Linked DNA regions of Mus musculus: regions 2, 3, 4, 5, 6 and 7 are each linked to region 1. The links are chromatin contacts, called in public HiCAR-type, HiChIP or PLAC-seq, Micro-C and promoter capture Hi-C maps. All regions are on one chromosome and are shown on one strand. The core of a region is the stretch at or near the end of the contact, and the rest is flanking DNA. Distances in the headings are between cores, read along the strand shown.

The links. Promoter capture Hi-C pulls out the DNA fragments that hold promoters and counts their contacts. A called contact is a pair of places that touch in the nucleus more often than the background predicts. HiCAR-type assays count read pairs that join an accessible place to other places. HiChIP or PLAC-seq counts read pairs in DNA pulled down with a chosen protein or histone mark.
Region 2: a HiCAR-type map of astrocytes shows a contact between it and region 1, with 2.4 times the contacts expected there. The contact joins the promoter of Ppp2ca here to the promoter of Hnrnph1 in region 1. A contact is called at or near these places in 1 of 39 promoter capture datasets (embryonic stem cells) and 1 of 115 datasets of contacts at active chromatin or transcription factors (astrocytes).
Region 3: a Micro-C map of embryonic stem cells shows a contact between it and region 1, with 9 times the contacts expected there. The contact joins the promoter of Ube2b here to the promoter of Hnrnph1 in region 1. A contact is called at or near these places in 5 of 39 promoter capture datasets (embryonic stem cells, hippocampal neurons, liver and 1 more), 1 of 484 Hi-C or Micro-C datasets (embryonic stem cells), 1 of 115 datasets of contacts at active chromatin or transcription factors (thymic regulatory T cells) and 2 of 9 other capture datasets (adipose tissue and liver).
Region 4: a contact with region 1 is called in a HiCAR-type map of astrocytes, with 2.8 times the contacts expected there. The contact joins the promoter of Sar1b here to the promoter of Hnrnph1 in region 1. A contact is called at or near these places in 1 of 39 promoter capture datasets (hippocampal neurons) and 1 of 115 datasets of contacts at active chromatin or transcription factors (astrocytes).
Region 5: a contact with region 1 is called in an H3K27ac HiChIP or PLAC-seq map of acute myeloid leukemia, with 6 times the contacts expected there. The contact joins the promoter of D930048N14Rik here to the promoter of Hnrnph1 in region 1. A contact is called at or near these places in 5 of 39 promoter capture datasets (cranial neural crest, embryonic stem cells, hippocampal neurons and 2 more), 1 of 484 Hi-C or Micro-C datasets (B cells) and 3 of 115 datasets of contacts at active chromatin or transcription factors (acute myeloid leukemia, astrocytes and embryonic stem cells).
Region 6: an H3K27ac HiChIP or PLAC-seq map of acute myeloid leukemia shows a contact between it and region 1, with 8 times the contacts expected there. The contact joins the enhancer-like site here to the promoter of Hnrnph1 in region 1. A contact is called at or near these places in 13 of 39 promoter capture datasets (the 3T3-L1 cell line, the C10 cell line, the HPC-7 cell line and 7 more), 1 of 484 Hi-C or Micro-C datasets (the N1E-115 cell line), 5 of 115 datasets of contacts at active chromatin or transcription factors (Th17 cells, acute myeloid leukemia, astrocytes and 2 more) and 2 of 9 other capture datasets (embryonic stem cells and liver).
Region 7: a promoter capture Hi-C map of pre-B cells shows a contact between it and region 1, with 4 times the contacts expected there. The contact joins the promoter of Mgat1 here to the promoter of Hnrnph1 in region 1. A contact is called at or near these places in 3 of 39 promoter capture datasets (the C10 cell line, hematopoietic stem and progenitor cells and pre-B cells), 1 of 484 Hi-C or Micro-C datasets (CD4 T cells) and 1 of 9 other capture datasets (liver).

What each region holds. Positions count from the first base shown.
Region 1 is chr11:50,376,112-50,379,178 of GRCm38.p6, reverse strand. It overlaps Hnrnph1 (heterogeneous nuclear ribonucleoprotein H1), which reads right to left and starts at 1,501. Exons shown (of 13, transcript NM_001347487.2): 1 at 1,377-1,501; 2 at 752-888. The coding sequence starts at 848.
Region 2 is chr11:52,097,153-52,100,219 of GRCm38.p6, reverse strand. It overlaps Ppp2ca (protein phosphatase 2 (formerly 2A), catalytic subunit, alpha isoform), which reads right to left and starts at 1,396. Exons shown (of 7, transcript NM_019411.4): 1 at 1,070-1,396. The coding sequence starts at 1,171.
Region 3 is chr11:51,999,003-52,002,069 of GRCm38.p6, reverse strand. It overlaps Ube2b (ubiquitin-conjugating enzyme E2B), which reads left to right and starts at 1,579. Exons shown (of 6, transcript NM_009458.5): 1 at 1,579-1,777. The coding sequence starts at 1,734. It also overlaps a transcript of Cdkl3 not described here.
Region 4 is chr11:51,762,204-51,765,270 of GRCm38.p6, reverse strand. Sar1b (secretion associated Ras related GTPase 1B) reads right to left here and starts at 1,608. Exons shown (of 7, transcript NM_025535.2): 1 at 1,480-1,608.
Region 5 is chr11:51,649,498-51,652,564 of GRCm38.p6, reverse strand. It overlaps D930048N14Rik (RIKEN cDNA D930048N14 gene), which reads right to left and starts at 1,611. Exons shown (of 4, transcript NR_027958.1): 1 at 1,352-1,611. N4bp3 (NEDD4 binding protein 3) reads left to right here and starts at 1,492. Exons shown (of 5, transcript NM_145974.3): 1 at 1,492-1,887. It overlaps Gm30058 (a long non-coding RNA gene), which reads left to right. Exons shown (of 2, transcript XR_388627.1): 2 at 1-475.
Region 6 is chr11:51,576,345-51,579,411 of GRCm38.p6, reverse strand. It overlaps Col23a1 (collagen, type XXIII, alpha 1), which reads right to left. Exons shown (of 29, transcript NM_153393.2): 26 at 2,508-2,561; 27 at 2,252-2,338. Among named protein-coding and RNA genes, the nearest start is that of Phykpl, 6.9 kb to the left of the region's middle. Within about 2 kb of position 1,666, at least 68 of the 459 cell types and tissues checked have an H3K27ac peak or open chromatin away from gene starts, as enhancers often do. A contact at or near this core is called in the HPC-7 cell line, the N1E-115 cell line and acute myeloid leukemia, where this site is marked.
Region 7 is chr11:49,249,088-49,252,154 of GRCm38.p6, reverse strand. Mgat1 (mannoside acetylglucosaminyltransferase 1) reads right to left here and starts at 1,603. Exons shown (of 3, transcript NM_001110150.1): 1 at 1,500-1,603; 2 at 481-605.

The DNA of each region.
Region 1 (3,067 bases), core at 252-2,751:
TTCCAGGACAGCCAGAGCTACACAGAGAAACCCTGTCTCGAAAAAAAAAAAAAAAAAAGTTCAAATGAAGCTACCACCTTGCCTCTAAGTTTCCATTAACCATCTCTTGGTACACTATCTCAGAATAATCTCATCTGGATCTGGTGACTTCACAGCATTTTCTTGTTTGGGTACCATGTCAGCTTCCCTCTATCAGCAACCACATAACAATTTCATTCAAATCCAAACTCCAGCTCAATATTCATCCGAAAAGGGACCAATGTTAACAACTAAAGGCTCCAAGCTGCAGTTCAACTCAAACCCGGACGGCAACGGCCCCCTGCAATTGCTTGCAGTATACTTGGGGCTCGATTTACAGATCGTTTTCTGTTACCACAGCTAAATTCAGATGGTAAGGTCAACACTACAAGTACCTTTTTACAAAACCTTACACGACTTGAGAAGAAATCACATCTTTCCCTACTTAAATTTTTCTTAGACTACTCCAGAATGCACAGATTGATGCATAGAGACAGAAAAAGTTTTAAAAGAAAACAAATTCAGCAGGGCCACCAGCATCCCCAAGGGGGTTGGGGGGGGTGCGGATTTCGCAATTACCATTGCGTAACAGCGGCCAACAGAGCGCGAGCCGCCTGGGGAAACCGCTGGTGGCCGCGACTCGCTAGGGGGCGCCCGGGAGACCCGCCCCGCCCCAACCCGGCCCGGCCCGGCCCAGCCGCGGGCCCCACTGACAACTCCCGCCTCAACTCACCAGAAAAAAAGCGCTGCACTTCATCCGCGGAGCAGGACCAGGGCAAGCCCCGGACCTTCACCACGAAGCCCTCTCCGCCTTCTGCTCCCAGCATCATCGTCCCTTCGGTGGTCCTGGCGTCCACACAGATTGCGGGGCTGCGGGGTGGGGGTGGGGGTCAGGAACGCGTCTGAGAAAACAGGCATTTAAATGGCCCTCCCACTTCACGGCGCACAGCGGGCACCGGGCGCCGCCATGCGAGTCCCGCCCGTCAGGATGCCTGGGCCCCGGAGACTCAAGCATGCAACCCGGCCTCGGCTAGCGACCCGATGCCCAAAGCCGCCCAGTGCGCCCAGGGCCGAGGCGCCAAGCTAATAAGACCCTGGCCCACAGCCACGGTTGAGACGAGGAAATGGCGGCCGCCGCTTCCGCTCCGCCTCCTCAGACATCTCACACAATAGAAAGCGGCGCGGCCTGCAGGCCTAGGCGGCGCTGCCACGCCGGCGAGACACTCGCGGCTCCCAGGGGCAGCCTGCGCCTGCCACGGCCCCTCAGGTTAGAACCTAAGCTCAGCGACAAGCAATCGTCACCCAAAGAGGTGTCCGTGGAGAGCTCGGGCAGCAGTCGAAGACGGAAAGTCACTCACCTCCACAAAAAGCCTCGGCGTGGCTGAGGAGAAATGATAAGCGGGCGCCTGCGCAGGCTAAATAAAGCCCTTCCAGCAAGCTCTGCGCACGCGCACCCTGTTGCCGGCCCCGCCCCACTTGCGTCACAGAGAGATTGGACGCATGCGTATTAAGAAACCCCGAGCTCTCTCCCGCCGTCCTATTATTACACGCATGCGTTTGGGCTCAGCCCTCTTCATAAACTGACCGAGGTGTTTTTGGTTGTTTTTTTTTTTTCTTTCTGCGCCTGCGCCTTTTTGCAATTATTGCGCTTGGCGTCTCAGCGGTTTCTTGTTTTACTTAATGCGCATGCGGCTACCTTCAAACCGTTCTCTAGACCTACCCGCCGGAGTGGGGGAGGGGAATGGCGCTAATCAGCTCCCCGCAGGGACTGGGTAGTAATCCAGAGTTCGTTCAGGTTTGCAGGGGCGGTAGTTCTACCCTTAATCCGCAGCTTTTCATCCGCGCTCCTGTCGGTTTTGAAAGACACCACGAAGAAAAGGAAGCCATGCCCTTTCTCCTCAGAACGCGTAGGAGCTGGAGGGCCGGGTTGTGCCAAACCTCCTCTGGGTACCGCCCCGCCCCCTGCGCCCAAATCCCCGATCTCCGTGGGGCGCCTGGGACCAGTCCCCTTACCTGCCCGCTTTAGGGGGTCAGTCCCGACCCACATGGGCTGCCAGTGCCCGAGCTAGTCCTGTACCCCACTTTGCCTAACGGACTCGCACTCTACGAACCCCTCGCCCTTGCACGAGAGGCGCTCGGTGTGCGGCGCCTCGCGAGGGAAGGCTGAGACTGCCAGGGGCGCGAAGGACGCAGCCCCAGAGCGCTGCGCCCGACCGACCAACGGGCCTCTCCCAAGGTGGAGACACGCCCGGGTCATCCCGTGTGCCCTTACAGAGGTAAATGGGTGACGTTTAAGAGAATTCCTGCAACATAGCAGAATACGGATGATGTCCCGAGTTTCTCCGAATCTGACTGACCTACCCTAGAAATTAACAATAAGAGTTATTGTTTGGGCGGTGCCACGGTAGGTACCACAATTGGTAAGCCTCTGAAAGCCATCACAAGAGGTTACAGGCAAAAATACGCTTTTCTTTCAAGTGCAACATTGAGGAGGCTAAATCCAGTTTGAACAGTTTGTTTTTTAAAAGGGGGGGGTGTCATCAAAGGAAAGGTGCAGAGACTGCGTGCAGAACTCAGACCTTTTAAGTCTGCGCAAGGGTGTTAAGTAGAAGGGCATCACAAGACTTCAAGAGAGCAACAGGAGCTGTGTAACGTGAACCTTCAGGTGTAAGGGAAACTCGGATGAGACAGGCTGGGAGAATAACTGCACATGACCTCACCTGCAAAGGATCTATCTAGAGGAGACAGAAAACACTAGTTTAGATCATCGAAAAGTGAGAACTCCCAAGTCTCCAGGCCAGGAGGTGGGTGAAAGGCAAGAACACAAGCCCAGCCGAGGAGAACTGCAACTTCAAGACTTGCCTGAGCAACAGAGTGCGTTCAAGGCAGCCTGGGAAATTTACTGAAAGCCTGTCTCAAAAAGAAGACAAGAGAAATAGTAGTGGTAGAGAGCTTGCTTAACATGTATATTTCCCCCTACATGGTCTTGGGACATGAGATTGATTACCAAGAAACTAAGATTACTCTTCTTTAGCTAATTCACACCATT
Region 2 (3,067 bases), core at 147-2,646, 1.7 Mb before region 1:
CTGAAAAGAAAAGCTAAAATGAAGTGGAGACACATTTTTCTAATAGAAAATTGCATTAATTAAGACTTCAAGAATACAACATGAACAACTTGCTTCCCCAATTCTTGGAGAAAACCAATGGAATGAGATAACCTGAGATACCGAGTTATCACTTCAAGGAGTGGACTCAGTTCCATGTCTGAAATAGAGAAATCGGTCAACACGGGGATTTCTACTGCTGATTGTAGCCACAAAAATACAATCCAAGAAACTTTTGCAACCAGAGAGGATAAAAAATTTGACTCTCTTCCCGTTTATGTTGCTCATTCAAAAATAAATGGCTCCACGCCAAGTACGTTACACACAGAAGGGTTTCACACTACCCAATTTGAGTCAGCATATACATCATAAATTAATGTGACACTGTATTTCCAATCCCAAAGCTCTTCGTTGTAGTATGACTCACCAAATCCTCCATTTGTCCAACTAAGAAAACTTTATATTCCTCCCTTCAAACTACCACTATGACCTTCGTAGGAACTGGGTTAGCGACTCCCTTCATAATCGTTAAACACACACTTTAAACAGGGCTCCGGGGAAGCCGAGGCGTGGAGACCGACAGGAAAGCGAGGTGACCTTTCCATAGGCGCTGGGGTCTGGCCTACAAGCCCTGCTGTGGGGGACCCTGTGGGCAGCGCCCGCTCCACGAAGCAAGCCCGAGTGCAAGCGCAATGCTTTGACTCCATGAGTCCGGAACCCGTTCCCGGGCGCAAAGCCCAGCCAGTCCCTCGCCGGGCCACCGAGGGTCCCGGCCGCCCCACTTCCCAGGGTCGGGCCGGGTTCGGCCCGGAGGCTCCGAAGCCCGGAGTCCGGCGCGCGGCGCCATTTTAGGCCGCGGTGGCGGCGCCATCCAATCAGCGCGCGGGAGGCGGGGGGCGCCGGGTCCCTCGCGAGTCGCCGCAGGCAGCGCCGGGCGCCGGGCTGCTAGGTTCGGGGGTCTGGCCTCCGTGCCGCCATGTTGCACCGTCCCCGCGGCCTCCTGATAGGCGGGCCCGGGCAGAGGCCGCACCCGCGGCCGAGAGCAGCTCACCTTCTCGCAGAGGCTCTTGACCTGGGACTCGGAGAGCTGCTTGCACTCGTTCAGCTGCTCGATCCACTGGTCCAGCTCCTTGGTGAACAACTTCTCGTCCATGATGCCGCCCGCCCGAACCGGCTGCCGCTCCGCGCTGCTCCCGCGCCGCCGCCCGCACCCGGGCCACACGCACACGCCGCCGCCGCTCTCCCGGGGTGCTTTCTGCGGCCCCAGGCGGCTGCTGGGCGCTGGCGCCGGCCCGCTGGCTCGCTCCGCAGTGCTCGGCCGCCGGCCGCTGTGCCTCCTCCTCCGCTCGCCCTAGCTCGGGACTCGGCTTTCTGTAATGGCGGCCGCCCGGCGTGGTGACGTCACGCCAGCGTCAGGGAGCCGCGGGGAGGGCGACGGAGTGGGGCCGGGACCCAGAGCTGCGCACCGTGGAGCCGGGGCGCAAGCGCAGCGGAGTTGGCTGCCGAAGGAAGTGGCTTCGCTCTTGGGGCGTGGTCCTCCCGCTGGGAGGGCGGCGGGGGAAGGGAAGAAGCGAGTCCGAGCAAGCGCAGTGCTGGTTAATCCTGGCGTCCCAGGCTCCGCAGGGCGCCTGCGCGGTCTCGGCGCATGAGCAGTCCGTGTAGGCGAGGTTTTTATTCCTTGTGACCTGGTGTTTCTGGAAGGCCTCTGGGTGATACCTCTCAGATGTGGTCTGGGCTCTGCCAGCCTGATGACTAAAGGCAACCCTAAGGCGCTTAGTCCAGCAGCCCTGGGAACCACAAGGGAGTCACACACCTTTGGGGACAAGCCTAGTGGCAGGTTGCCTGGAGTGACCTTCCCCACCTCTGGCCGTTGCAGGCTCCTATAATTAGGTCATTCGTGGGCGAAGGAAGGTGTACCTGCTGGGATGTGTCGCCCGCGCACCTTACACCCCCAGCACACACCTGTCCCTGCACGAAGGCGGGGCCGAAGTGGGCCTTCGATCCTGGCCTCTTCCTAAGCCTTGCTTCCTCTCCTGTGGCCTTCAACACCTCTGGTGTGCACTTTTCTCCGAGACCTGTGCCCACTGGAAATAATCTTGTCCTACATTCTAGAGGAACAAGCCAGGGCTGTGTTCTGGTACTGGTAGAAGCAGCTACCGTGTGTTCTGTAAAGGAAGCTGATATTCTTAAGGATCAGCCTTCGACCTGGTTATAAATCTCTTCTGAGGCTTGTGAAACGTGTTCACATTGCACTGTCTGCATTCACAGAGATACTTGGCTCTACAGAGCATCAACTGTTGACCAGATCCCATGCTTAGGGGACAAAGGGGTCATGCAGACAGAAAGGGGCTACTGCCCTGGTGGAGCTTGAATGTTCCTGGCTGGAAATGAATGGAATGGATGGAAGTCATACACTGCTCCCCTCCAGAGTCTGGGAGAGAAGCCAAAGGATGGTTATCCATGAAGGTCAAGGCAAGAGCTGACCTAGCTATACTGTGGGGAACAGTCAAGCCTGTCACACACCGGAGAAGACACAGCTCAGAGCATCAGAAGACACCCTGACCCACAAGCTACAAGAGGACCTCAGTGGCCCCATCCACAAATGGCAGGGATGAAAATCCTCCTTTATCAAGGACAACCTGCTTGGCCAGGGGAACTGGCTTGACCAATTCTGCTTTCTCTAGTGGGTACCTCCCACTAGAGTTCCCGAAGAAAGTACCTGAGATCTACTCTTCTAGACGCCTCCATACATACTTGTTCTGCCAGTCCTTTCAGCTCAAATTCTGACTCTGGTTTGCAGTGAATAGCCCCCCAAAACAAACAGGAGTAAGAGTTAAGGCTACGTGAGATGACTAAATAAAGACTGTTTGGTGCCCATAGTTATAAAGCCATGTTCACTGTGCTGTCTTGTCTTATTCTTCTCCATTGCCCTGTACTCAGCAAGAACTGGTCCTGTCTTGAAGGGCAGGAAGTAGGCGGGCACACACAAAAGGGGAGGGGCTTCTTCAAGATAGTGGTCAAGACTGAGAACTTCATACTGCCAAGGTCT
Region 3 (3,067 bases), core at 330-2,829, 1.6 Mb before region 1:
GGTAAGAATATTTAACTTTTAGCTTAGTCACATTGTGAGGACACAGCAGCGGCTATCAAGAGTAAGACATACCTGACAATCCTCAAGGTTACTTTTTGGCGGGGAGGGATGAGACGCTCAGGCTGCCTAGGGTGGCTACCATCCTGCTTCACTGAGGCTAGCCTTATACTCCTGATCCTTTCCACTCTCCGAATGGTGGGATTGGCAGGATGCACCAAGACGCTGGGTTCTCAAGGTCATTTTAAATCAAGAGAATTGTTTGAAGGAAGAAGGGATAAGGACAGTGAAAAAGGTTAACCCTTCCTGGTTTCATGGAACCATGTGAAAGAGTGAGCAGTGGAGTCTCATGCGCTTCCCCCTTCTTGAGTTAAAGAATTCCGCATCTACTACACTGTTCCGGTCCCTAGAACTAACAAATCCCCAATACAGGGCTAGAAGCTGAGCACGGAAATTCCAGGAGCCAGCTGGGGGCTGTGGTGGTCAATGCTTCGGGAATCGGCTATGAATCAACCCCCCACACCGCACTTCCGGTCCATTTGGTCCCTCTTTGCTATTGTATAAAGCTTGTAATGAGTTACCTCAGAGTCGAGCTCTAACTCCCACCCATGTCTGCAGGATCTCTCCCCTGATCTGAATCATTTTTGTAGGTTTCTTTGACAACCAGCAGCATTGATATGCTCTAAAATCACACCCACTCACTTCTTGAAAAACACAATTGTGCCCCACCGCAGGCAAATTCACAGATTCCAATTCAAAGACTCCATAGATGGAGTCTTTAAGGTTTGGGCAATCTATTCCACTCTCATTTCTGTATAAATTCTAAGTATGGAAATTCCATTAGCAGGAACAGGCTATTGATGCAAATGCCCTTAATCCCATCTCATTTGCACCGACCTAGCATTCAAAGCCGTTCATTACAAGGCTTTGCCACACTTTCAGTACCTGTCCCACGTACCAGAGTTGCTAAGCCACTTGAAACACAGAATTAAGTCCAGATTTTTTTTTTGTTGTTCCGTTTTAAAAGACTCAGAATGCAAGCGGCTCCTTCCACAATGTCTCCTTTTGCAAAGCCCCAGTACTTTGGGACCAAAAGAATAATGTATGACTAGAGGTGTCAACTCCTTATACTCAAGGACCTGCTTTGTTAGACCTGAAACCAGAGCCAGGCTAGGCCATCACGTGACCTGCTCTGATGGCGTCACAGGCACACGTGGTTCTAGATACTTCGCTCCCTCCCCCTCAGGGGTGGATTGTTGACAGCGGCGCTGGCGGTCACGTGACTTGACGTCACCCCCCCCCCCACCTCCTCTCCTCCGAAATCTCAGGCTCCGGATGCACCACTCTCTCCCCGTCCGGCCGAACTTGAAACTAGCGACGGGGGGAGCGAGGCGAGGTAGCGTGTGGGCTCCGAGGGCGTTGGGCCGGGCCGTGTTCAGCGTGAGCACGGAGCGGATCCTCCGTAGTTGCCCGCAAGCAACAAGCCCGGAAGGCCGCCTTCTGCCCCTCCGGTGCGGCGCGCGCGCCCGCTCGCCCCGCCCCCTCTCCCCCCTCCCGCGGTGGTACTGGCGGAGGGCGGAGGGATCTGGAGGCGGCGGAGGGAGACGTCATTGCAGGGTTGTTTGTGCAGTCTCGGTGGCGGCGGCGACCCACAGTGATTCGGCCGCTGCGCCGGGGGGTGGGGGGGCTGAACGGGACTCTTTTCTTTCAGACTGACCGCGGGGCAGCTGCGGAGCATGTCGACCCCGGCCCGTAGGAGGCTCATGCGGGATTTCAAGCGGTAAGGGCCCTCGTCTTAGCCCAATATGACGGCCTCTTCCCGAAGCCATGGACTGTAGGGCGGGGATTCCGGATATCTTCCTCCTGGTGACCCTGAGGAGGCGGGCAGTGGGCCTGCGGGACCCACGGCAGTCCCGGCTTCCCGGTGGCTCTTACTCCCTCGCTTCATACCTCCCTCTGTCTGGAGTAAAGATGGTCGGTACTACAGCCTCCTGCCCTTCCCCCCCAAAAGTAGGAAGGTGGCCATCGCTGGGCCTAGGTGTCCCAGAGGCCCACCTAGGGCAGATGCAGACGCTTCACCTCCCGCCTCTGCACCCTGCAGTGTCCCCTCCCCAGGTGGTGCGAGTGAGCTGCTCCTGAGGCTCCGGCCTCGCCTGGCGGACCAGTCCAGCTTTGTTACAGGGCCCCGTGATCTCCTGTTGGTAGTGAGAGGTTGGGGTGAATACTGCCCCAAATCTCTCCCTTTCTGCAGTGGTGAGGGTGGGGTCTGCTGCGCGAGGTCCGGAGGTGGTTAGCCCATCCCCCGAAACCCGATCTGCCCCCGCCCACCTGGAAGGACCTTGAGAACTGGCTCGGGAAACCTGGGCCTGGAGCTAGCCACTTGGCCTGCCAGTGCCTTCTGGAACTAAGATCTGGCCGCGGAATAAAAGCCTATCTATAGCCTCCCCAGCCTGGAAAAATGCCTTCCGTCAGACTGGAGCTAATCTGATACTCCACCTGGGCCTCCTTTTGGAAAATAGGGGTTTATAGGAAATGTGGGGCTTGAAGGAAGAAGATGACCTCTCCCAGTTGTTTACCTCTCCTTGGAAACGTACAAGTGCAGAAACAGTAGACTAGATACTAGTTTTCTTTCTGGGCAGACCCGCTGTGATTGAGACAAATCTGTAATATAAAAACTTAGATTTGCCTCTCAGGAAGCAACTGCTCAACTTTCCCATTATAAAGCCCTTTATGAGAGAGAGAGAAAAAAAAGCCCTTTATGAGGCATTTGGAAGCTATTGTCTTGGGACCTGGACAACTTCATCATTTAATTCGTTGCTGATTTTAGCCACACAATTGAGGAATGAAGCAGTAAATTCGTCCCTCTCAGTCCTGTTAGTGACCTAATCTGCTTGAGGTTGACCAGTTTGCCAAGTGTCCACTTAAAAATCACAACATACTTTGTGAGATGGACAGGTTTTTGTTGTTGTTTGTTTGCTTGCTTTTTTTTTGTTTGTTTTTTGTTTTTCAAGACAGGGTTTCTTTCTCTGTGTAGCCCTGGCTGTCCTGAAACTCACTCTGTAGACCAGGC
Region 4 (3,067 bases), core at 359-2,858, 1.4 Mb before region 1:
ACCTTGGCATGAATTCCCTGATATGATCTTTAACTCAGACACACTCATAATACATATGTAATAAAACATTACCAACATTAATAAAACAATAACCAAATTTTTTGTAAAAAGTACATACAATGGAGAAACTTTATCATGTTTTGCAAAAAAAGTAATTTCAGTGAGTTTCAGCCAACTTTGTCCGTGAGAGAGGGGTGGGGATGAGGTGAATCACTGCTATAGCACTCTAGTTTGTAAGTTTCGAATGAGGTGGCAGTGATTTCCACATCTGATAGACTGCTCCTTTGTGTCAAGTCCTGCTTACATTTCTACTCCAATAGCACAAGGCAGAGGAAATCTAGAGTTCACCGTATTCAAACTGCAAAACTTCACAACTACAGAATCGCTTCTCTAACATCCTGACAACAAGGACACTTTCCTTTTCTGTAAACTCAGAAATGCCTGGGAGCAGCTTAACTCTGAGACCAATTTTGTTTTCTTGAGATAAGATCTTCGAAGGCAGACTTGGCTCAAATGATGCCCCTGCCCTCTTGAGTAGGTGGAATTGTAGGGTCAGAGTGCCTGCCTATGTTCAAACAAAAATTTTTTAAAGGTCAAAATATTGTGGTCACAAACCCAAATGTACCAAAAGGTGCAATGGTAGGCATGCATTGCCCTGTTTGACTGATGACACTCATCATTGGCAAACTGTAAAATCACCCTTATTGGTCACCTGTAAAATAATTGACAGGGGTGTCTTCCTTAGCAGACTGCGGTGCTGTACAGGTGGCACCTTCTTTTTCACTGTAACTACTCTGACCAATATTTAAACAAAGGACACAGACATTCAAGGTAAGATGACACCCACACAGAGCTTGATTTAAGAATGTTCAAATACGTGACAGTAAGTTCAATTTACTTCATCCCAATACGTTAAACTCCTAATAAATTTTTTTCCTTCAGTTAACAAGACTACACTTGAACCTTTCAAAATAAATTTTATCTTATCGTAAAATCTTGACTTTTCCCCCCATTAGTATCTTTCCCCTTCATTCAACCCGGCTTGAGCTATACGGTAAGTACGGAGAATGAGGAGGCCCAGTGACCGCCACACTTACTGGGACAACACAGAGCCGTCCTAGCCTCTCCAGCTGTCTATGACCCCTAATTCGCTCATCCTACCAAATGGGGAAACTGAGGGCCAGGGGAAGGAAAAGAGTCTCGCGTGCGGTACTCTCACTCTTTCCTGAAATACTTGCCCTGTGGCAACCACTGTTTTACCCCTAGAGCCACTAGAGCGGTTTCCGCAGGTAGGGATCGGTGTTGTCCCTCACCCTGCGTGAAAAAAACAAAACAAAAACAAAACCCAAAACAACAGGCTCCCTGTTCGCGAAGGACCCGAGACAAGAGCTCTGGGTGAGTGGGCAGCATAAAGAGTGGCCTTCCGAAGGGCCACAGCTGTCGCCCGCTCTCTTGCCCGACGAGGGCACTGCCACTCACCTGCGACTTCAGAGAACGCAACCCTGCTCCGTGCCCGTCCTACACGCTCCAAGCCGGCTGTGCAAAGCGCTATGGCTGCCAGGGCCCCAGCTCTTCTCAGCTCCTTCCGGGTCGGCGGGTGCCTCGCTAGTGACAGTCCGCAGGTCCCAGGCCCCGCTCGCCCTCAGTTCCGCCTCCTTGCGGTCTCGCCACCAATCCCTGTGCTCCGGACCACTTCACTCCAACCCCAAGAGGCATGTGAGATTTTTTTTTTGGGGGGGGGGGGTTGTTTGTTTGTTTGTTGGTTGGTTTTTCGTTTCTTTGTGTAGTCCTGGCTGTCCTTGAACTCACTTTGTAGACCGGGCTGCCTCAAACTTAAGAGATCACCTGCCTCTTAAAGGTATGGGTCACCACCACCACCAGGCTGTTTCTTTCTTTTCCCCCCTCTCAGTAATAGGGGGTTGCAGTCCACCACCAAAACGCATTTGCCACCCTTTAGTTATTTTAATGTTGAAACAGGATCTCACAAAGTTGCTCAGGCAAGTCGTGAATGTATCATCTTCCTGCCTTTGCTTCTGAGAAACTGGGATTGCAACCTTGTAGCACCAGGTCCAACTTGGCATCTCTTTCCTAAAACTACATCTTTTGAGTGACCCTTGAGTTTATGCTAGGATATGTTTTACTTCCTGCAATTCTTTGGAAAGCCCACACCCTGCTCTTGGACGTGTCTCATTTGTCCTCTGAACATCCCTTGCTCTTAACCCTCGTGCTCAAGCCTATATTAAAATGTCTTTCTTAATTTCCACCTAAATACACCTTTTATAGGGAGATGGCTGGAAATAGAGCTCAATGGTAGAATGCCTGCCTTAGATTATAAAATACTCTGAGTTCAGTCCCCTGTAACACACACACAAAAGTGGGTCCTGTTTGTCTTGTTTGAGAAAGGGTCTCTCTACATAGCCACTCTACATCTGCCATCAAGTGACAACTAGGAGTTTAATCCCTGGAACCCACAAACTGAATAAACAGAATCAACTCCTGGGAAAGTTGTCATCTGACTTCCACAAGTACACCACACTGAACAAAGGGTGACATGTTTATTATTTAAAGTATGGAAGAACAGAAAAATAAAAACTCAGATCATTTTTTTGAAGAATCTCAATCGTACCATATTACCAGTTTTTATTTCATGGGCAGAGTTGTAAAATACAACACTTAAGTCAGGCAGTGGTTGCAAATGTCTTTAATCCCAGCACTTGGGAGGCAAGGGCAGGTGGATTTCTGAGTTTGAGGCCAGCCTGGATTACAGAGTAAGTTCCAGGACAGCCAGGGCTATACAGAGAAACCCTGTCATAAAAAGAAGAAGAAGAAGAAGAAGAAGAAGAAGAAGAAGAAGAAGAAGAAGAAGAAGAAGAAGAAGAAGAAGAAGAAGAAGAAGAAGAAGGGGAGGAGGAGGAGGAGGAGGAGGAGGAGGAAGAAGAAGAAGAAGAAGAAGAAGAAGAAGAAGAAGAAGAAGAAGAAGAAGAAGAAGAAGAAGAAGAAGCCGCCACAACACTTGGTCTGTCCCCATGAGTTACTAGTCACTTCAGCTTTCAGTTCCTGCATCTGC
Region 5 (3,067 bases), core at 362-2,861, 1.3 Mb before region 1:
TACGTGTGCTCTTATGGTCAATGTTCATCTGTCTCAGGCAACCCCGCTCCCCCATATACCTGCAGTCCCTGCATGACTGAGATACCAAGTGCTGTGAATGAGGTTTCTTAAAGAGAAAAATCCATTGTTAACATTTGACTACGGTAGAAATAGAAAACAGAGGCGGCAAATCGGTACCTGCTGGGCCACAGTAATGTTTTGTTGTTTAAATGAAGTTGACTTGCCTGATACAAAATTATCCATTTTAACTTAAGGTACTGGGAATTGAACCCAGGGCCTCAAGCAGCCTCTGAGAGAATGCTCTCCTACTGAGTCACACCCCAGCCCTCTGTAAGACAATGTAAAAGGAAAGTGCTGTCACCACCACCTGATTCCAGGACAAAACCCGATAACTTGCAAGGATCATCCTCATTTCTCCCTCCCTGTGGCTTCTAGCACTAGCCTGCATTCTGTCCATAAAGGTTCACACATGGTCTCTGCTGGGTTTCTTTGACTTACCATCACTTGTTAGAGGTTTGAGTTGTAGCATGAAATGGCACTATGCCTTTTCTGTGGTAAGTAATATTCCACTGTATGGTTGGACCACACTGTTTATCCTTTCACTAATTGCTGGAGGGTTTGACCTGTGTCCTTCTTTTGACTGTTATACACAGGATTGCTATGATCATCTGAGTGCAAGCACTTGTTGGCATACCTGATTTCTTTAGTCATATACCCAGGAGTGGAAATGCTATCATGAATCTGTTTAACTTACTGGTTTGGTTTTTTTTTTTTATCTTAAAAACAACAACAACAAAATTACGTGTATGTGCCAGCGTGAGTAAATGTGCACCCAGTGCGAGTAATGCCCCCAGGGGCCGGGGGTGGGGGTGAGGGGGGGGGCGTTCCATACCCTGGAACTGGAGCTGCAAAGGATTGTGAGCAACCACGTGGTTGCTGGGAACCAAAACCGGGTCCTCTGCTAGAGCAGCAAGTACTCTTAACCACTGAACCATCTCTCCATACACAACCCTTACCACCCCACCCCACCCCACCCCACCCCACCCCACATCTATGTTTAACTTTTTAAGGAAGAAAAGGTGTTCCAACTTCTTACTCTTGAACGTGTCTGAGTGTCCAGCCTTCGGTTTCCGTCCCCGCTACTGGCTTACCCAACCCATATGACTCATTTACACTATCAGTCTGGCCCCTAAAGGCATCTGAACCTGCCGCCCCTAGAAGGCTGCACAGGTAAATCAACCTCCCTCCAAAATAAAAGTCCAGCGGCTAACTACTGTAGACGCCTACTACACCTCTTCGGCTCTTAGAGCGCGTCTTGGGTTTATTCTCAAACGAGGAAAGTGGCGCTTACCTGAGAAAGAGGCGGCAGAGACCTGACCAACCCATCCCAGCAAGCCAGTTTGGAAGCTGGTTCTGGAAGGAAACCGGGTGAGGCGGGCGAGGCCCGAGTTGGAGGAGGAGGAGAAGGAGGAGCAGCAAGCAGTGCGGCGCGCGCTCTAGAGCCTCGTCCGGGCTGGGGTCTGCAGAGCTGCTGCACGTGAGCGAGCGAACGAGCACGCATCGCGGTGGCCGCTGCACCATGCGCGGCTAGCGGTGGGGTCCCGGCCCCGCAGCACCCGCGAGCCCGGGCGGGGCTCAGGTCGCTCGGGGGCGGTGCCGGTTCCCGCCCCCCACATCCGGGGGCCGGGCTGGGCGCTGGGGCTCGCGCCGCGCGGGTGAGTCAGGCCGGGTTTTCCCTCCGTCTCTGGGGCCAGCGGACGAGTGTCGCCCAGTGCGTCCTTTGCCCGCCGATCCGGCTCCCGCGCGTTCCCGAAGAGCCTGGGAAGAGAAAGGTTCGAGACCGAGCTGGGGACTGCAGCGCGCCCTAGGATTCACGGAGCCAGCATGGTAAGTGGGTAGGGCGGGTCGCTGAGGTCGTTCTCGGACACCCGGCGGGGGTTGGCAGGATGCTGTGCGCGCCCCGGTGTCCTCTGCTCCCGCGCACGAGGCTGACCTGTAAATGCATTTTCCGTGGAGCATCGCCCCGATCCCCACGCCGCAGCTAGGAGGGGCAGGCGCCCTTGGCGCAGGAGTCTGACCTCGGCCTCCGCCCCCTGCACCAGCTCTAAGCAGGCCCCACAGACGGCGGGCGGGAGACGTGCACCCCACCCCGCCCCCTGGGTAGCTAGGAGGGCCTCCGGTAGTTCTGGGATCCCTTGCTTCCTCCACAGCCTTCCTGGGCGCAGTTCCACCGGGATGTCCAACCTGTCTTCTCTGCCGCCTTCCCGGGGACACCACTCACCTGCCCTCACCCTCAGGGTACCCTCTTCCTGCCTCAGCCCCCTACTGTGTCTGGTCCTCACCTGGGGACCTGCGAACAGGGGACGTCCCAAGGTCTGGGACTCTGTTCCAGTCCTGACTTTAGCCTTTGACAAAAGTAAGGACCAGGACTCTTAAGGTATCTCAGTATTAAGATGGGAGCTTGGGACATACCCAACCCAAAGATACAGATTGGGAATGGTTGTCCTTGGGCGGGAGCAGAGGCGGGAGGCCCTCCTGGACCTAGAGATGAGCCTCCTCCCAGGCTCTCACAAGCAGGGCTTCTCTGCCGACTGGCTGCGTGTGGGTGTGTATGTGCAAGACTGAATGAAAGCGACCAGCTAGTTCCCGACACCGCCTCTAGCAGTTTCCTGAGCTCAAGAGTCCCTAAACCTGCGCCACTTCCACTATTTCTTCTTCTTACCTCTTTCCCCAGGGCGGGCAGGAGGGATCTCTGGGAGGGGGGTTAAGTTCCATCCCTCTCAACCTTGCCCTTGGGAGAAACAAGCATGGGGGGCTGGGCAGGCTACGTAGACAGCAGAGTATACTAGTGGAAGGTGACCCCTAGCTGGGACAGCTGGGTGTAGTATAGAGGGCTTTACTGTGGGAATCCAGATTGGTCCTCAAAGCGGAGTCTTCTTTCAGCGTGTGATTCCTTCTTTCAAGCCTCAGTTTCCCTATGTGTAGATAGGGTCCTTTATGCCGTGCTCCACCGACTAGTGTGGAGACGATGTGACATTGTGAAATAGAAGAGCTCAGAAACACTGAA
Region 6 (3,067 bases), core at 417-2,916, 1.2 Mb before region 1:
TGAGGACATTGTGTCCCCTCATTAAACTTGTCCTGTTCTCTCGTGGTGCATTGTGGGGATACTTGAATAGTGGGCAGAAACAGGACGCTCTGACATAATGGGCACTGTGTCAGGCTCTTGCCAGCCAGAAGAGGGCCTGGTCCTGCGAAGGGATAGCAAAGCTTCCTGCCTCCCAGGAGTGACATCCAGGGGGCCCTGAGCTCTAGGCAGGAAGGCCTCTGAGTGAGGGTACAGGAAGTGGCATCTCTCCACTTTGATCAGATCTGGGAGGAAGACTGTCATCAGGGTGAACTCTGGGCATTAAAGGTGGGGTCGTCTGGAGACCCCAACAATGTCCACCCAACCATTGGACATAAAGAGGCCTGGAAGGTTGGAGAGCTGGAGATGAACAAACAAAATGTAAAGTCCCAGGGGAGGGTATGAGGGACTTTTGGGATAGCATTGGAAATGTAAATGAGGAAAATACCTAATTTTAAAAAAATGTAAAGTCCCTGGGGGAGCCTGAGGCATAAATACTCCACTCTGTTCTGAAGCACAGGTATAGGGAAAATGCACGGCACCCCCCCCCCCCCACCCAGCCCCTTCCAAGTCCATGCTGGGGCACAGTTTGGGAACCAGAAGATGGGGAGAGGAGAAGTTTGGAATGCACCAGAAGGCAGAAATGAGGAAGAGAGGGACCAGAACCAGAAGCCCAAAGCAGCCCAAAAGTTCCAGCATTGCACACACAGCACACAGCAGCCAGACTGCGTACCACAGGGCAGGGCCTGATGCCCTTCACAAGGCCCGGGGAGCCTGGCGCCCCTTGCCTGCCTCCACATCGAGGATGTTCCTGTATTAAAGACAAAGGCTTACTCACTTGGAGGAAGTCTGGGTCCAGGCTCTGTGGAAGCAGGACTGGCTTCTTCATCTTCTCTGTCTCTGTCTCTGTCTCTGTCTCTGTCTCTGTCTCTCTCTCTCTCTCTGTGTGTGTGTGTGTGTGTGTGTATACATGAGTGTGGAAATCAGGCCCTCAGGCAACTTCTAACTTTTGTTTGAGACAAGGTGTCAATTAGCCTGGAACTTTGGCATGGAAGTGAGGCTAGCTGGCCAGCGGGCTCCAGAGATTTAACTGTCTCTACCACAACAGCACACGTCACCATGCCTAACTTTCCATGTGGGTTCTGGGAATATGAACTCAGACATGTAAGGCAAGCGCTTTACTACTCGAGCCTTTCCTTAGTCCCGGCTGCCTGTGTTTGAGACAGACTCTCTATGTAGCAGAGGCCTCAAAATTTCTATCCCCCTGTTCAAGCTCCTGAATGCTGGGATTCCAAGCTTCCCCCCCCACCCCCCCCCATCCCTCACATTAATATCCCAGACCCACCTGGGGGGAAGAGAGGAAGGTACAGAGGGTGGAAGGAACTCACTGGAGGCCAGGAGACTGAGCAAAGGTCCCTGACTGGGCCCGTTTGCCTGCTTCTCAGAGTCCTGCCTGGGAGCGAACATCTGGCTGGCTTAGTGTGGAGACCTAGCTCTTTCTGCCTGTCCTTTCTGAACACACCTTACTTATAGACCCTGATATGTAAACCCTTTCGGTTTTCTAGAAGACAGGAACTGAACTGTGGGCGTTTCACTACCAGGCTTGGTGGGTTTTCAAGAGCTACCGCCAGCAGGAAGTGAAACAGGTAAGTGGGGGAGTGGAAGAGGAAGGAGCTGTGTGGTTACTGAGGAGACTGGAGAAGAGGCTAGGCTGTCAGTGGAAGAGAAGATGCTGGAGAGAAAGTACGGAAGGGGAATGAGAGACCTAGGGCAGGCAGCGTGGCCTGACTTTCCCAATGACTGAGGAAGTCCCATCCCACAGTCCAGGGGAAGCCAGACCCCAGTGAGATCTTAGGCAGCTATGGTCAAGGTGGGGAAAGAGGGGCCTGACACTCACTGACTTTGTCCCCATCAAATCTGTCAATCCTCTAGACTTCCCTCCCCAGCTCCCCAGCCCTCTTCCAGGACACCCTCAAATTACTGATGATGCTGAGAAAACCCAGAAATCCTTTCCACCCCTACCTAAGGTTGACCCATCTCGCTTTGAGGCTGAGTAGAGAGAAGACAGTAGTTACCAGGGGCCGTAAGCCCTTACTGGCCAGGCCTCCATCACCACAGGTGGCTGCATCTTTCAGCCATGCTGATAGGAATATCAGGACCACAGCACAAGGAGCTATGATGCTGACTATGGCCCCTATAGCTGGTTGGAGCTCCATCCTGCTGAGACACCTACCACAGGACATGGCTGGTCAAGGCCTGGTGGGCCCGGCTCTCCCTTCTGGCCCTTCACGCCTTTCCGGCCAGGAACTCCTCGCTCCCCCTGTGTAAGAAGGAGATGGTAGGGTGGTTGTGGTTGCTGGGCTCAGGACCCCTCCACCACCTCTCAGTGAGATGCCTCAGGGTCCCGCAGCAACCGGAACCTGCAGCTTTAGGCCCAGCCTCCACCTCTCCACCTGCTTGCCCCATTTCCCTCCTCCCCTCCCCCTCACCTTCTCTCCACGTTCACTTCGGTCACCCTTCTCTCCCCTGGGTCCAGGGAACCCCTGACAGATGGATGAGAGGTTAAGGCTGAAGTGAGAGTTGAGCCCACTTCCCTGTGACCTGAGCCCACTTCCCTGTGACCTGAGCCCACTTCCCTGTGACCTGATGCTCCCGCTCCTCTCTCACCCACCACGCTGCTCCTTGTCCACATGTAACTGGCACAAACTGCCAAGCTCTGGTTGTTAGCGTATGTGCCTGCTGGGTACCAGATGGGGCTCCCGGCTCTGCTCCTGGCTAGAAACCCTGAGGGAGGCAGAGCTACTGGAAAGAGGCTTCTTTTTTTTTCTTTTCTTTCTTTTTTTTTTTCTCCTGCCATGGTCAGACACAGCTGGTCCTGGCCCAGACTTGGCTGGGACAAAGGAAAGCCACAGAAGTCATGTGTCCATCTTCTATGGACTGAGAGAAGGTCGCTTGTGCTGTCTGTCCTAGGCTCAGTTTCGTCTATATCCACCTCTTAATCTAATCTCCAAGCATCCGGCCGAGTCCAGGCTGCAGACTGGATGCTGGG
Region 7 (3,067 bases), core at 354-2,853, 1.1 Mb after region 1:
ACATCTAGCTTCTAACACTCTGGATTCCATGCTTGCCCCTCTCTGTCAGAGGCTGTTTCTTAGGCAACAAGCAAACAGCAAATAGTCAACTTCCAGCCAGGAGCAGTAGAGCAACCATTACTCTAGCCTTACAACTAAGTCTCGAAATGGAAGAACCGTTGATGAACTGTCCCTCCTGTTTCTGCTTTGCCAGTATGATAGCAAGCACAGCTTAAACAAGTACAGAGCACATAGTGTCCATCACAGATAACGGCTCTCTAAGTGAATTACTTTCTTGTTAGACTCTGTATGATGTACCAGGCTCCATAATTTCAGAGGGGAAGAAGAACTGAAAAGAAGTCCGAGTAGATATGCTAAATAATTCAAGAGTATAGAGGGTAAGACCTAGGAGGGATACAGGCTATTCACCTGGGAACAGGTCAAAGGGAAACACAATGCTGCTATAGCCTGGCACCAGACAGACAGCCCTGAAGCCGTTACCTGAAGAACCACTGCCTCAGTTCCTCTTCTGTAAACAGACAACCGACTTTTGTCTTCTCCACCGCCCTTGATGTCTGGATTAGAATGGCAATACCTTGACGTCCGAAGCAGAAAGTGAGTTTAACCTGTTGCAATGACATGGAGTTTGAACACACTGTAATACAGCCTTCTGAGAAACAGAAGTGGGATGTAATGTTGCCATTACTGGTGATCTCCATGCTAAAAAGTCAAGGACTAGTGACTGGAAACGGGAAGACCCCAGAATCAAGGACGCTCTAGTCTAAATAGTACTAATGACAGGCAATCAAGCTGGCCAGCAATATTCTCAAGCACGAGAGCCTTACAGTAGCCAAGGTTAAAGAAAAAGAAGCTTCACCAGAAGGCCACTCTTCCATGGAGACTCGAATGGGTGGGCCACAGTCCCTCTGAACCACATTTTGAACAATGGGGGGGCTCTGCACCTCTTGGGAGCCCCCTGTTCCAAACATACTAGAAAGGAGGCTAGGAAAAAAAGTTTTCTTGCCAAATCACATATTTCAACATTGAGTCAAATTTTCCTTGTGGCTGAGCAAAAGCCAGCCCTAGTAACTTATGAAGCCTGGACGCTGGGGTGAGGCTTGCATAAAGTCCACTTTCCACTCCAGTCTCCCACTTCTTCAGGGCGACCCCATCTCTCCCCTGCCCTGCCCTGCCCTGCCCCGCACCCAAGGTGCCCTCCTGCCGAGTTTCACAACAGCTCCTCCTGGAGAAGCCACCCTCCCTCTAGCAGCTGAAGGCCAGGAATCCTGTAGCTGTGCGTTAAGTTCCCACTTCCCCGCGTGGGGGAGACTGCGCGCTGCGCGGCCCCGGGCGGGCCCGCCACTCTCACCGCCCTGGCTTTGGAGCACACTCGGGACTCAGACCCGACTCCCCTGGCTGCGCGGCCTCTCTCCTCCGGGGTCCTTGTCCTCCTGGGACAAGCCCCAGGACTGAGGACGCTGGCGTCCCCCGGCCCAGCTCACCGGATCCTCTCAACTCACCCCGCCTGGAACCAGGCTCGCCCCGGACCGGCAACACCCAGCGCTGGAGCGGCCTCGTCCGGTCTGGTTGGCCTTCCTGCTAGCCGGCAATGTGGTCCTTCCCCGGGAGGGCGGGGCGGCGCTCCCCAGCCCCTAGGCCCCTCTGTTGGTCCCCGCCCTGCCACGGGCGAGTCCGCGCTGGCCCCTCCTTCCAGGGCCTTCCTCTACTGCTGACTTCCTGATCACCGGTCAAGATCTAAACAACGGGTCTTCCCAAGTCCCCCAACTTCGAAAGGCAGTGGTAGCAGAGATGTTTGTTTGAGGCCCTTTCCCTCTCAGTTGCAGCTCCTGTGTAGATGCCAACCCCACTCACACCCTGAGCCTTGTCCAGTAAAGACTTTTCCCAAGAGTGTCCCTTGTCCAGCCCAGTGAATCTAGAGATTCACCGACTTTGAGGGGTGCAGCACTTGGTGGTGTTAGAAGCGTTTCCTCAGCAAGAAGAGCGTTCACCAACCTCAATTCTAAGAACCTGGGAACCATTCCTCTATGCGAGGGAAGTTGCAGACTATTAGTTGAAAAAAAAAAACAGCAAGAGAGGGGTGAGGGTGTGCAAGCAACAAGTATTCGGTTTCAAAAGGGAAGATAGGGAGGAAACACCTGCTGCCCAAGGTGGGTAAGAGCCAGCCTGCCGCCGTTTCAGTTCTGTCTTGTGTGTGTGTGTGTGTGTGTGTGTGTGTGTGTGTGTGTGCCCCTTTATGGGCGGGGAAACCAAAGTCAGGCCTGTACACTGAACCTAAGTCCTGAGGAAGGAAAGAATCAATCACAGGCTTTTGGAGTAACCCTAAAAATGAATGGGAGGGGGAAGGAAACCCCTGGATCTGTATTCCTTGGTATTTTTTTAAAGCAAAAGAAACATGGGAGGGGCAGGGAGACTCATCAGGACCCAACTGAACAGAGTACTTGGTAAGTACCTCAATCAGAGCCTCAAGCAGCCTGAGTGGGGGAGGAAAGATGACAACCAGGAGTTTCAGGGTCTGATTTAGATGTCAGCAGTGGCCCCGGAGCACAAACTATTTCTGAGATCTGAGCCGTGCATTATTAGCAACTCACAGTAAGCCACATCTCACTGACAGGACCATTTTGGAATCAGAGATGTCTGGGAATCCCTACTGTCCACTCACCATGGTACCACAGCCCCCACTGGCTCCCACATCCTGCTGTGCCTGGCCCTCTGCATAAGCCTTGGCTCCAACCACCCTTGGATCTTTCACCCATGAGGGGAGCAGAGGCACTGCCAGTTGATTACTAGATATACTCAACCTCAGACAGACCCTCCTACCTACAGACTTCATCACTACTGTTCCAGAGTCCCCAAGGTAACCGGGACTTTTAGGTCTGTGCTTACTGAGTGTTACTCACTAACTTGTTCGTACCAGACACCAGGAATTATGCAGAAAGTGGGAGTACCTTAAGGGCCCTTGTGGGCAGGTGAGGAAGTAAAACAAAGTTGTCAGGAGACACTAGGAAGCTGCCCTTCCGTCCAAGCCTGTTTTCTTGGCCTCTCTGTACACTCTCCCGCATCTCTGCAG